Regions from separate parts of the Rattus norvegicus genome. Here all the other regions are linked to region 1. Evidence: chromatin contacts called from public Hi-C data. All regions are on one chromosome and are shown on one strand. The core of a region is the stretch at or near the end of the contact, and the rest is flanking DNA. Distances in the headings are between cores, read along the strand shown. Region 1 has its middle 32 kb from the start of Irf2bp2. Region 2 has its middle 130 kb from the start of Tomm20. Region 3 has its middle 170 kb from the start of Tomm20.

The links. A called contact is a pair of places that touch in the nucleus more often than the background predicts.
Region 2: a Hi-C map of liver shows a contact between it and region 1, with 5 times the contacts expected there. The contact joins two enhancer-like sites. A contact is called at or near these places in 3 of 12 Hi-C or Micro-C datasets (kidney and liver).
Region 3: a Hi-C map of liver shows a contact between it and region 1, with 10 times the contacts expected there. The contact joins two enhancer-like sites. A contact is called at or near these places in 2 of 12 Hi-C or Micro-C datasets (both in liver).

The regions. Positions count from the first base shown.
Region 1 is chr19:71,492,284-71,496,382 of GRCr8, forward strand. No RefSeq gene overlaps it. Among named protein-coding and RNA genes, the nearest start is that of Irf2bp2, 32 kb to the left of the region's middle. Within about 2 kb of position 2,183, at least 24 of the 93 cell types and tissues checked have an H3K27ac peak or open chromatin away from gene starts, as enhancers often do. A contact at or near this core is called in liver, where this site is marked.
Region 2 is chr19:71,696,083-71,700,181 of GRCr8, forward strand. No RefSeq gene overlaps it. Among named protein-coding and RNA genes, the nearest start is that of Tomm20, 130 kb to the right of the region's middle. Within about 2 kb of position 1,714, at least 10 of the 93 cell types and tissues checked have an H3K27ac peak or open chromatin away from gene starts, as enhancers often do. A contact at or near this core is called in liver, where this site is marked.
Region 3 is chr19:71,658,447-71,662,545 of GRCr8, forward strand. No RefSeq gene overlaps it. Among named protein-coding and RNA genes, the nearest start is that of Tomm20, 170 kb to the right of the region's middle. Within about 2 kb of position 2,270, at least 3 of the 93 cell types and tissues checked have an H3K27ac peak or open chromatin away from gene starts, as enhancers often do. A contact at or near this core is called in liver, where this site is marked.

The DNA of each region.
Region 1 (4,099 bases), core at 933-3,432:
AGATTTTTGTTCCTGGGGAAAAATTTTTTTCCCTGTGGTTTCTCTCCTACTCACCCTCGGTAATCGTCCCTTTTGAGAAAGACTTTCGCCATTTTCCCATAAGACCAAAACGTGGCAGATGTCCCTTGTGCCTGGATCCCACTCTCACTGCCTGCTGTCCCTCAAAACCCTTTCTTCACGCAGGGCTTGTCCTTTTGTCCTCCATGGAGATCTTTCCTGCAGAATCCGGCTGGATGGCTACCTTGATGAATGGAAAGACAGGGTTGCATGTGGCCTGAGTCCTGCCCACGAGGTCCTTTGCCTCACAGAGCTCGGTCTCCATAGCAGTGTGTGTGGGAGAGCGTCCAGTTCCCTTTGAGGTAACCCTGCTTGTCCTGTTCCCTTTTCCCTGTGGGCACTTGTAAAGCTGCTCCTTAACTGTCACCTGAGTCAACTGTATTGTGCGGTGCCATGATGTTAATTCTGAGGCCACCATACACACGGCCTTCCTTCTTCAGCCAGGGCTTCATCAGGAGTCACGGGAGTCTTCCCGTGACTTCTGTTGTGATGATTTTTATAAAGAGATACTGTTCCCTATTCTTTGGCTGTCAGACTACTGGGGACTCTAAGAAACTAGAATTTCTCTGGGAATCTCAAGCTGTCAGACAGAGAAGGCAGAAGCCTGGTGCTAGCCAGAGTCCCCCCAAGAAGGGATTTCACACAGTTCTGACCACATGTCGGACTGCCTCTGAGGAGACTGGAGCCCAGGCGGTAGTGGCTCAGTGATGGGCAGGGCCACACACAGATCTGCTTCTCTGTGTATCCACTTGCTTTCTATTTGATCCTGAATCTCACATCAGGATCCCAGAGATGTATCTGGAAGTCACTAGACACCTTTGTTCTTCCCACTGTGGCCACAAAGAATAAAGCTCCTTTCTCTGTTTTCCTTACTATTTCTTTACCTGGGAAGGAATAGGCCTGGCTAACTTTTTTTGGCGGCCAGGACTCAGGCTTTGACAATCCCCACCCCACTCCCATCCCCAGCTACCCCATAACATTCTCCCTGAAGTTTCTCTCACACAGCCACCCACCTGCTGTTTGCCAGCCACCCTTCCCCTTCTTTCTTCGGCTGGGAGGAGTCAGAAGCGAGCAGCCCTTGAGTCAAGCTCCCTCAAGGGCTTCCACTCCTGATTTGCTGTGAGCATGGACAGGTCCCCTGCCAACCGGAACTTCTGCCGCAGCGGCTTTCTACACTCCACAGGTGGAGTCCTCTGTATAAGGTGTCCACACTCGTCCCTTCACACATTTCACTCTCAAAAGGGACAGGGGCATTTCAGCAATTCCCCTGTGGCTGGGGGTAGGGGCTTAGACAAGCCAAGGCCCCAACAAGTCCAGTATGTGTGATCCCTGCCAGGATCCTGAGACCCCAGAGAGACATGAGAATAGGTGTGGGTATCCCCCAGCTTCCTAGCCCACAAAGTACAAAACTTTACTAGATACAGCCTCTGTGAGGAGTAAGAAGAGGTTGGTACCATCATGTGGCTGTAACCTGCACGCTGTAAGAATCGGACACAACCGTCGGCAACTCGATGGCCTGGGAGATGGGTACAAAGTGAGGCAAAGCTGTCCCTGTCATTGGCAAAGTTCCGTTGTTATCCCAAGCCCTGGTCTTAAGCATCGTGTCTTGCTCTGCCCTTCGAAGGTTAAGTTGAACCTGAGTTGTAAGAACATGCCTGTTTCTAATACCTAAAGAAACATCTGGCCAGTTTATTAAAATTAGGCCAATAAGGCCCCAATACAACTCCAAGAAAGCTGAAAATAGGGTTGGGGTGTCCACAAGTAAGACCTACATCTGGTCCTGTAACTTCTGGGCCATAGAGTCTGTGTCCTTTCTCTGGGAGGACTAACCAGAGACACTTAAGAGGACAGAGGACAAAGTACAACCAGGATCAGGGATCACTATCCAGGCAAACGGCCAGCCAGCGTGCAGTGTCCATGCAGCATCGGCCAAGGTGGGTGACTGAAGTTCAGAATGTGACCAGGATTGAGGATAGATATCCGGACAAACCTAGAGAGCCAGTGTGCGGCATGCAACCAGGACCAAGGGTCAGTGTCCAGGCAAACAGAGACTAGCCATGTGCAATGTGTAATCCAAACTGGGAGTCAGCAGAATCAGAGCCAGAGCCAGAGTCACCCATGCTTGGCTGAGAAACCAGATACCAGCTCCGGGCAGGAACTCACCCTGGAGAAGCTGTTGCCTCATTCTTCAGGCCCTTAGCTCCTGCCTGCCTACAAAAACCAAGCCAAACAGGATTTGGGGTGGGGCCAGGCTGATCAGTCAAACGTCACCATCCAGGTGACAGCCTCTGGGCAGAACCCAAGGGGTCTGCAGGTTTTTTTTACTGCCCTCTGCATCCTACTGGAAGATGGGCAGATTTCCCGGCGGCCACTGAGCATAAGTCTTCAGTAGAGGCTTCACCTCAGACCAGCAGGTGTTCGAGAGGAAGTGGAGCAGTTCCATGTCTTTCTGGGAATCGAGGAAAGGTTTGGCTGCAACTGTACCCCAGTTGACAGGGTCACAGGGACAATCTGAGGCATATCCCTGGGATCTGTGGCCTTTGGCCCCAGGCAGCCCACCCACAGTCTGCAGGTATGTAGGGGGAGGTGAGGGAGAAGAACAGGAAACCCCGTGAGAAACAGACACAGAAACACATGGGCACTTTGCCATGTCACTGGCTGGGTCACATGGGTCACCTCTGACTGCCCTGCTCTGTGCATTGTCAGCATTGAACACATGATGTGACCACACCCACGGTCTCCACAATGCAGCCATTTGGAAGGATGTGCTTGTGTTTCTTGTTGCCATGACAAAATCTTGGACAAAAGCAACTTGAAGCAAGAGTCTGGCCTTCACGGTGGGGACCGTATGGGGGGGGGAGTTCAGGGTGGCAGAAGGCTGTGATAGAACTGACCTGACCATCAAACATGAAATGGGAAGGACACCATAGCTCCTCAGGGAAGCAGGACCTTGTTAGGACCCTCTCTCCGGTGACTTCCTTCCTTCCTGTAGCTAAGCTCCAGCTCTTAAAGGTTCCATGTTTTCCTCAAACATTTTTACCCCACAAGCCTGTGACAGACATTTTGCATTTAAAGTCACAGTCGAGTAGATCAACCTTAGGCAGAAACAATTTCTCCTTCCCCAGCAACTACAGTACTGCAGATCCAGGGGAACCGGAGAGGAGGATGACAAGAGTCAGGGGTGAGGGGAGGCCAGAGCTGGCCTGTCTTCCCTAGATGAGGAGTGTCTGTGGTAGCTGGAGATCCTGGAGTGCCGTTGTTTTCATAGGGACAGCCCCTCCTTCAACCCCGTGGTTGAGGATGCAACAGTTGGCCGGCCCATGTATCACTTTGATTTTTTTACTCCCACCCCTCACCCTGTCCCACACGAGCAGTTCAGTAGATGCTCTGCTTCCAGGGTTTTAAAAAGGTAAAAACTGTTGGCTGGCGGGGAAGGGGGAGCCAGCCTAGAGGAGATGCCCCCAGCATCTGGTTTTACAAGTCTGGGATCTCCTTTCAACCCTCTTAGTTCACTGCTCTCCAGATGGACAGGGAGGCTCGGTATGCATGTGGGAGACCGGAGGTTGGGGCTGGCGTTGACGCATTGCGGAACCTCCATGAGTAAGAATGAGTAACCAGCTCAGAGCTCCTCCTAACTGGGCAGAGGCACTGACCCAGTTCTGTATCAGCTGAAGGTGGAGCTGGTGCCTGGTGCGGGCTGAGGAACCGCCCAGATCTGCATACAATGGGCCACTGCGAGCCCAGAGACCCGGAAGTCCTCCCAGGGCTCACGCTCCTGCTTCCCATCCTGCATAGCTGTGTGTGGGAGGGACCTCAGCCACCCACTCATGTCCCATCTTTAGGCTTCCAAACACTGCTGTTGACATCGGTCTCAAACAAGGAACAAAACCAAGAAGTAGCTCCCGAGGTTGCCCCGTCTCCTGAAGACAAAAGAGGGCCGGTCTTTCTTCACAAGCATCCCTGGAGGAGAGACTGCTCATGAAACCCACAAAGGTTACAAGAACTCAAAAGAAAACAAGGATTCTGGGGGCCCGCCTGGGTG
Region 2 (4,099 bases), core at 464-2,963, 200 kb after region 1:
AGAGACAAGATTTATTTGTGGCAGTTCAGTGACTCCCCTCTGCTACTGGGGTACACACATATGTCACCTCTGCACCCACCGAGGTCAGGATGGGTCCGTGACGTCTACATTCAGCCTTATTCCCAGTCCCGTGGACACTGAACTAATCTCTAAGACAGCAAGCATCAAGGATTCCAGCAGACTCTGCTGCACCATTAAACTTCATCAACACACACAGACATCCACTTTCCCTCTGGCCCAAGGTCTAACCAAAACATCGTCTCTTCGGGCTGTAGTGAAGATTAAGCCGAAAGCTTTGTTGACTGTACATGCAGTCGCTGGCAGATGCTCACCGGGAGCATCCTGGCCGATCCTTGTCATTTGTCCTCCATGTCATGTCAGCACGCACCAGTGTGAGAGCTAAACAGAGCCACTATGAAGTCCCAAAGTGTCCCATTGCTATTATTAGGCTGTGACAGGCTGTCAAGCCAGGAGAAGTGACCTGGCTCAGAGGACTTCAACCTCTGAACAAATGTCGTCATCTCCCCGAGTTCCTGAATCCACTGTCACTAGGGTTGGGACATTCTCTTCAAGAGCCAGCTCCAAAGTCAGATTGTAGGAAGTTGTGCAATTGGTGAGGTTCGCTGACAGGGATGACTTTTATCTTTTACACATTGACCCTGGTGTTCCTGGAAGCTAATATGTGTGAACGTTATGTTCTCCGCCCCCTTTCACCCCTCCCCTTCTGTCCTCTGTCCTTCAATCAAACCATGTGTGTGTGGTACCCACAGTTCCCAGGAGACCTGGCCAGAACCCCAATGGCACTCTCATGCCCCTAGAGCATGTACACATACATCTCTGGGGCTCTTTCCTTTTAAATCCTTATGCCTGACTATTCCCTGTCAGATCTATAGAAGCCAATGTAGGGACCAAGTCGCAGGTCATAAAACATTGGCTGGACTCCTCACTCCTCGGGGACAAATGAACCAGTATCCTCTCAGAGGCCATGATCCAAGGCAGAGAGAGAATGGGGAAACCATCCTCCCACTTCCTTTGGAAGATGGTGACGAGCAGCTAAAGACACTTTTCTACAGGTTGTGGGCGAAGTGGACTGGGCACATAGAAACCTACACCAGATGTAGGGTCCACAGAGCTGTGTGGTTGACTGCAGGTAACAGCCCAAAGTTGGTACTTGGCAAACATGGATGGGTAGATGAGGGGAGTTCTGGGGAGCAGCTCTGTAATGATGGCTGCTTAGCACTGTTGTGGCTTGTGGCTTCCTCAGTAAAATGTGTTTGAACAAATGGAGCTGCACTTTGTTCAAAATGGCCCCCCAAATTGTTCCCCCTAGTAACTCCCCTTTAGTTTGGAATTTCCAAACTTAGCTTAGCTTTTGGCTTAGCTTTCTGTCCCCAAATGAGAAACTCTCCTGATTTTTTTCCCTTTGTTTTGAGGCTCTGTTATCCCTACACCCAGTTGCCAAGCCTCTGACGATAAACTTCATCAAAACAGTACGCATGTGTTACAACCTCTGTTCCAGAAACAGACATTCACTAGGGCCTATGTGTGTTTGCAGAATGGTTTCCAAATTTGACCTGTGTCCCCAAAGCAGAGATCACCAGAGAGAGCTGTTACTACATCTCTGTCTTGCCCCCAGGCAATACACAGAGGCCAGAACGCCATGTGCTGGGAGCCGTGCCATTCCTCCAGCTCCTTTCACCTTTGGGATCAATGCCCCCCCCCAAAGTGTGTGGTGGTTCGATACCAGAAATACACTGTCCATGTGTGTTACTGAGGGTCACTGGTGAGATCTGCCCCTAGTCCCTGCCCACAAAACCCCTTTCCCTGTTGGAAACCCTTCCTCTGTCTGGAAACTGGTTCTGTACCTTTGTTGCAGGCAACCTCAAGGCAGGACTCGTCCAGTGTGTTCTTTGCTTTCCCAACATACCTGCAGCATTTCCCAGCCTTCATTCAATTTTCTAGTCCGCCTTTGAATGAGTCAAGTATAATAAAAATACCAGTACTGGGGTACTTTATTTTAAAAAAAAATGTTTGTTTCACACAGTATTGTTCGAGAACACGATGTCAGTTCTGGAAAAGGCTCCCTGAGCATGTAAGATCACAGAAGATAACATCAAGGGGGAAATTATGTGGAAAGACAGAAAGTCAGAAAGAAATGGGGAAGGGATCAGTTTTTCTCCTTTATTAAAAACCACCTCTCAAGAACCAAGAGGGGCTATCAGGAGAACTACACTAATCCCTCCCTCAGGCAAGACCAACCCCGACCACTCATCTCCCATTAGGTCAGCTCTGCAGGCTCAGGTAGTAAGTGAGTCTAGGGTGTTGGAGAAAAAATTGGAAGATCTGTGGAGTCAGGGAGGGTGTGGGTGAAGTGATTAGTCTCTAATGAAGAGCAAACTTCTAAAGCATGAACTCGTGTGGACACGCTGACCGTCATTCAACCTACCCACCACCATAGTTGGCTTCTCTGCCCACTCTCAGCAATTCTCACTCACTTTGTTCCCAAGCCTGCACCCCTCAAAAGCTCCCCATCCCAGCCTTGTCCTCCTCTTCCTCTTCCTCCTCCTCCTCCTCCTCACTGTCATCATCATCATCATCATCATCATCATCATCATCATCATCATCATCATCGTCCTCCTCCTCTCTCCTCTTCCCTGGGCCCACCTTGCTGTGTGTCAGGGTTTGGAGAGATGCTGGCATCCTCTACACTCTCCTCATCCACATGTGCCTCAGGTTGACAGATGTCCACAGCTAGAAGGATCACTTGGCACCTGCTGAAGAGGCTCACTGTGAGTCACATTGGGTCTAGGCAGACCAAAATGACCGAGAATGCATTCCTGCCCTGCAGCAACTCAGGAAAAAATGTAGGCAGTGAAAAAAAAGTGGGCCAAATCCATCCGGCCAGCATCTGTTTTTGTACACAAAGCTTCTCTGGAATACAGCCATGCCATTCACCCGTGGCTATACAACCACACAGAGAACACATTGAACAGTTGGGACCAGACATATGATCTGCAAGTCTGAAAACATTTACTACGTGGCTTTTTACAAAAACCATCTGCCTGCTCTGACCTGGTTACAGTACAGCAAATACCTTGTCCTATGTCCCAGGTATTGTCGCCCAGGCTTCTCAGCAGACAAACTCTCAGGACCCAGATGAGCCTGGAGCTTGGAAGGTAAACACAGGAAGAGAGCAGGACTAGGGGGAAACTCGGTTGGTAGAGGATTCACCTAGCATGCTAGAAGCCCTGAGTTCCATCCCCACCATTGCATAAACCGGGTATGGCAGCACATGCCTCTCATGGCAGGAGGTGACAGCAGGAACATTGAAAATTCAAGACCATCCTTGGCTACATAGTAAAGCTAGCCTGGGCTACCTGAGACTCCGCCTCAAAAGAACCACAACAAATTATTAATGATGATGACGATGACGATGATGACGATGATGATGATGATGATGATGATGATGATGATGATGATGATGATGATGATGATGATGATGCCTGGAATGAGGCTGGTGCATGGTGTCTGCACCATCCTGCCCACACTGGGCTCATCTTTTGCTGCTTTGCCTTGAATCAAAACTTCTGTCAGAAACAGCGCCACCTTCCTGGAGACAGCGAAAGCACCCCGTGATGACCACAGTCAGCAACTGTGTCAAGATGACATCAAAGGCCTTTTGTTCTTCCACTCCTGGCACGGAATGACCACCATAAAACCTGAAACTTGAGGGGAAAAGCTTTGACAGGATAGCCCTGCACCATTCCTCAACTATGCAGAACACACGCTCATACCTCCCAAAGGTACCACAACTCTGCCTGGTGACCACCTCATTCCCCCTCCAAGCCCCTGACACATCCTGCCTGTCCCCCTCTGAAATGAAGACCATGGCTCCCAGAGGACTCCATAGCTTATTGAGCCCAAACACCCTCAGCTTCACTGCTGGCTTCCATTGTTCACACAAGGGACATGACTGGCCTCTTGGCAGAGATGGGGGCTGCAGGGAAGGGAAAGATCTTCAACACCCAGTCCCTTTCTGCTACGTGAAGAGGGTTTTGGTTTCCACTGTATTTCTTGTGTTCATGAAAGCTCCTTAAAG
Region 3 (4,099 bases), core at 1,020-3,519, 170 kb after region 1:
TACCCATAATGGTTCAGTATTTTAGCATTAACCCAAACTGGCACATTGTGAAGATTTTGAGGCACAGTTTTCCTGAGTTTTAAAAAAAAAGTTTTCTGATTGACCTTGGAACCTGGGAGGGAGGGTGAGACATTAAGTCATCCTGCCATTAAAATTAAGTTCAATCACCCCTAATGGAATGTCACCTCCAAGATAGCCATTAAAGCCACCGGCCTAACCAACTGGCAGGCCCCGAGTATATCACCATTATCCCGTCCCCGTAACAGTCATTTGTCCGAGGCCCCGGGAGACTCTGAGTACTGCTGTCAATGTCATGTGGAGGAGAGACATCTGCTGCTTCCTCCCATGCTCCATCAGTGCGGTCAGGAACATGGTGAGAAGGCACAGTGCGCAGACCCAGATGTCACAGGCTTTGACCTTGGGCTACCAGGATAGAGCAACCGGGGTAAAAGAGGCCGCCTCGTGGTGTGGACTTGTGTGACTGTCACAAGATGATGTGGCAGCCACTCAGAACCGCCAGCACCTGCTGCTCTCTAAGGGCGGCAGCTCCAGCCTGACTGCATTGTCCAGCCGAGTATTTTGGGGGGAGGTGGGGGGTCCTTGCTAACAGGCTTACTCTGGGGACCTTCCGTCTCTGTCTTTCTGCTGAGGCAAAAACTACAGGCAGGTCACCATGTCAACCTAGCGTATACATGGGTCCTGGGGACTCAAACTCAGGTCATCAAGCTTAAGAGACAAATGCTTTACCTGATGAGCCATCTCCCCAGACCCTATTATTGACTTTTTCTAAGCTAGCAACACAAGAAATGGCTTTTTCCATGACATTGGGATGTGTACACAACACCATGCTATGTTCTTTGGTGTGTGGTTCTGAGGTATGATGTAGCTCAGGCTGGCTATGAACTTTTGTAGCAGAAGATGACTGTGAACTTCTGATCCTCCTGCTCCCATGTTCAGAGTGCTGGGATGATAGGTGTGTCACATCCAGCTTGTATTTCATTCCTATTTGCTGCTCCACTGCCTGCCCCATCTGTCTGGCACCTTTCCTTCCCAAGAGAGCCTCTCCTTCTGCTCTCACACCATATGAGTTCCATCACCCTCTCGTCTCCACTGTACCTTTCCTTGTCTCTCCTCTCAGAGCCCCCTTTGTATTTTCAGCTCTGAACTTTGGTAAAAACAAGCAAATGGGGAAACTGAGACTCTACTCAGCCAAAAGAAAAATGCATTAAACACACCTGTCAATCACCAGAGGCAGGGCCAGAGAAGGTTGGCTTTCTCCTCAACATGGTGTCCGTGGACAGCCACTTTGCTCTCCCTCACTGGAGCCCCTTACCCAGTAGCTAGAAACACCATGCCTATCACCACCTTCTCCACTAACGTAGTCTTTGTAATAATTAAAGAGAACCGTGTTGGGCCATGGAGATGTCTCAGCAGGTAAAGGTCCTTGCCTCTAAGCCTGAGCTCAGACCTGCAATCCCTGAGACCCACCCTGGGGAAGGAGAGAACCAACTCCTGAAGGTTGACCCCTGACCTTCACATGTGAGCAGTGGTACAAACACAGCCCGTTCCATGTCTGATGTGAACATTTCCTTACCTAGAAGAAGATGAGCACTACCTGGGTCCAGAATGAGGCAGGTGTCTCCCCAGAGAGTGTGTGATGACCCCTCCACATCTTCTTCCCCTTGGACAAATTGTTTAACTTCCATGAAACATTATTTTTTAAAAATCCCGTGTGGAGTATGTATTACCTGACCTGACTCTCAGGATATGGTGGCCACGTTCCTACTTCTTCTTCCAGAAAACTCCTATGTATCTTTCAAGATATGAGGCAAAGGCCACCTCTTCCAGGTAGCACCCTAGCTCCCTAGCGCTCTGAGGTAGATGCCCTTCTGTCCCCTGGAACACTGGGTGTTCTTCCATTGTGATACTAATGGTAGGTCTCTGTAACTCAGTGGCGATCTCCTGGCCAACAGGGTGGGTCTTGGATTCCTAGATCTTAGGCAAGGTCTAACCCAGGGCAGATTTCAAAAAAAAAATATTTCATTGAACAAATAAGTCATAAAGCTGAATTTCCCTTGCCCAAGCCATGTTTCCTCCCCCCCACACTCACTCACCATGGAACAACATATGGATTACGCCTCTGAAAATAACCTCATAGATAGCAAGGTTTCTAGTCAGGTGAGAAATCAAGGCAAGGGGCAGGAGCTGTGCCACCCTGCCATGCCCAGCCCTCCTTTCAACTGCCTCAGTCGATAACACATTAAACAGAAGAGAGGAGGGCAGGCCTCCTGCCCCAGCCAAGCCGTAAAAGGTAACGGCAAGAAGCCGTGCCCTACTTTCATGCCACATAAATCCCAGTTGGTTGGATCACGCCAGTTGGTGGACTTCGACCAGAAATATCAATAAGCCTAGAAAAAATATTGGAGGGCAAAGTTGATTCTGCTGTAAGCTGTCCTGAATATCCAAACCACAGTGTCATGGCAAATGTCAAAGGTCATCTGGTCTACCCTCTGACCTGTATCGAAATTCCTCCAGTCCAACAGTGGCTTCCAGGCACCAAGGGATTCAAACTCTTAAGACATAAGGTTTTAAGGGGCAGAGATAAAATTCCCTCTATGATCACACTGAGAGACTCACACTATCTAGTTCAGATGCAAGGTTTGCTGCTGTGGAGACCCGAGAAATTATACTTGCTTCAGAAGGCCCATTCTCTGGAGGAGTAACAGATCTGTTCTACGGTGGGCACAGTCGAGGGCACTTAAAATAAAATGTCCTTCTGGCAACCAAGCAGTTCTCAGCCATCTCTGGAGTCCCAGGTCTTAGGTGAGGCCTGACTCAGGGTAGTGCCTTGGAAAGGGTTTACTGAACAAATAAACCATAAAGTTAGATTATAAGGGCATTCGTGAAAGGCCAGAGCCACATGCAAGGAGTGCCCCAGAAAACTGACCCCAAGCCTTCAGTGGAATCTGACCGTGAACTTGCTTTCAAATACAGAGCCATGAGAAATTATTGGGACAACTGGGTTTTGTTCTGATCTGTTTTGTGATGGGTCGCCAACTGTCTGTGTTCAACAGGTGCCTTGCCACTAAGCTATATCTCAAGCCTTTGGGGTCTTTTGTTTTGTTTTGTTTTGTTTTGTTTTTTGAGATAAAGGTCAAATTATACAGCTAAAACTGGTCTCAAACTCTGGTCTCCATCTCCCGAGCGTTGATAATACAGGCATACACAATTTCACCCATCTGAGCATCTTCAGTCTGTCCCAAGTACTGGATAATAGCAAGGAATTGTGGTCGTTTGGGAGACATCATGGGTATCAAATCATTAAGCCTGGGAAATATGGAATATAGGAACTGACACGATGTTTTCAAATGATTAGGGGTAGGCAGACAGGTGCAGGTGACTCAGGTTCAGTGGCACCTTGGCAGCCCGCCAAGGCGTTGTCACGTTGCTTTCTACTTCTGAGAACCTTTGGGAAGCTCATTAAGTAGAAAAGCTAAGAAGAGCAAATGTGGGGTGGAGGATGGTGGAGGACGCATTTCCATTTGGACTTGGAAGCAACACATTAAAAGCCAGGAATGCCATTTAGTCCCTAGCCCCACAGAGGCCTGGGAACAGGATGGGCCAGTTGGATATCCAAACAGGCATCCTATGGAAGGAATATCTGTGCTGACTGGCTTCTCAGGGAAAGCACTGACAGCCAGGATGCTGGTGGAAGACTCGTGGGCTCTGGGTACTTCATACAGACCATGAGTAGGTCCATCACAACTTTACAAAACAATCTATTCATTCTTGTTCCAGCCCTGACCTCAAGGACAATCTCCTGTCACCTTCTCAGTTTGCACACAGCCAGCACACAATGCTGGGGCATCACTTCCCCCTCTGGGCACTATGGGATATAATTCCTATTGTCCTCTTCAAGATGCTCTGCAGGTTAGCCCAGAGTGGAGCATGAGGTCCCTGTCCGCTTTTCCTCCAGTTCCTCCTGCCCATGTCCTGGAGCTCTCTTTGCCTAGTACTGTGTATGGAATAAAGTGGGGTTCCTGGGGGCTAGCCCATTGCTACTGCCTTCTCAGTAGGATTCTACCCTAGTCCATCTTCT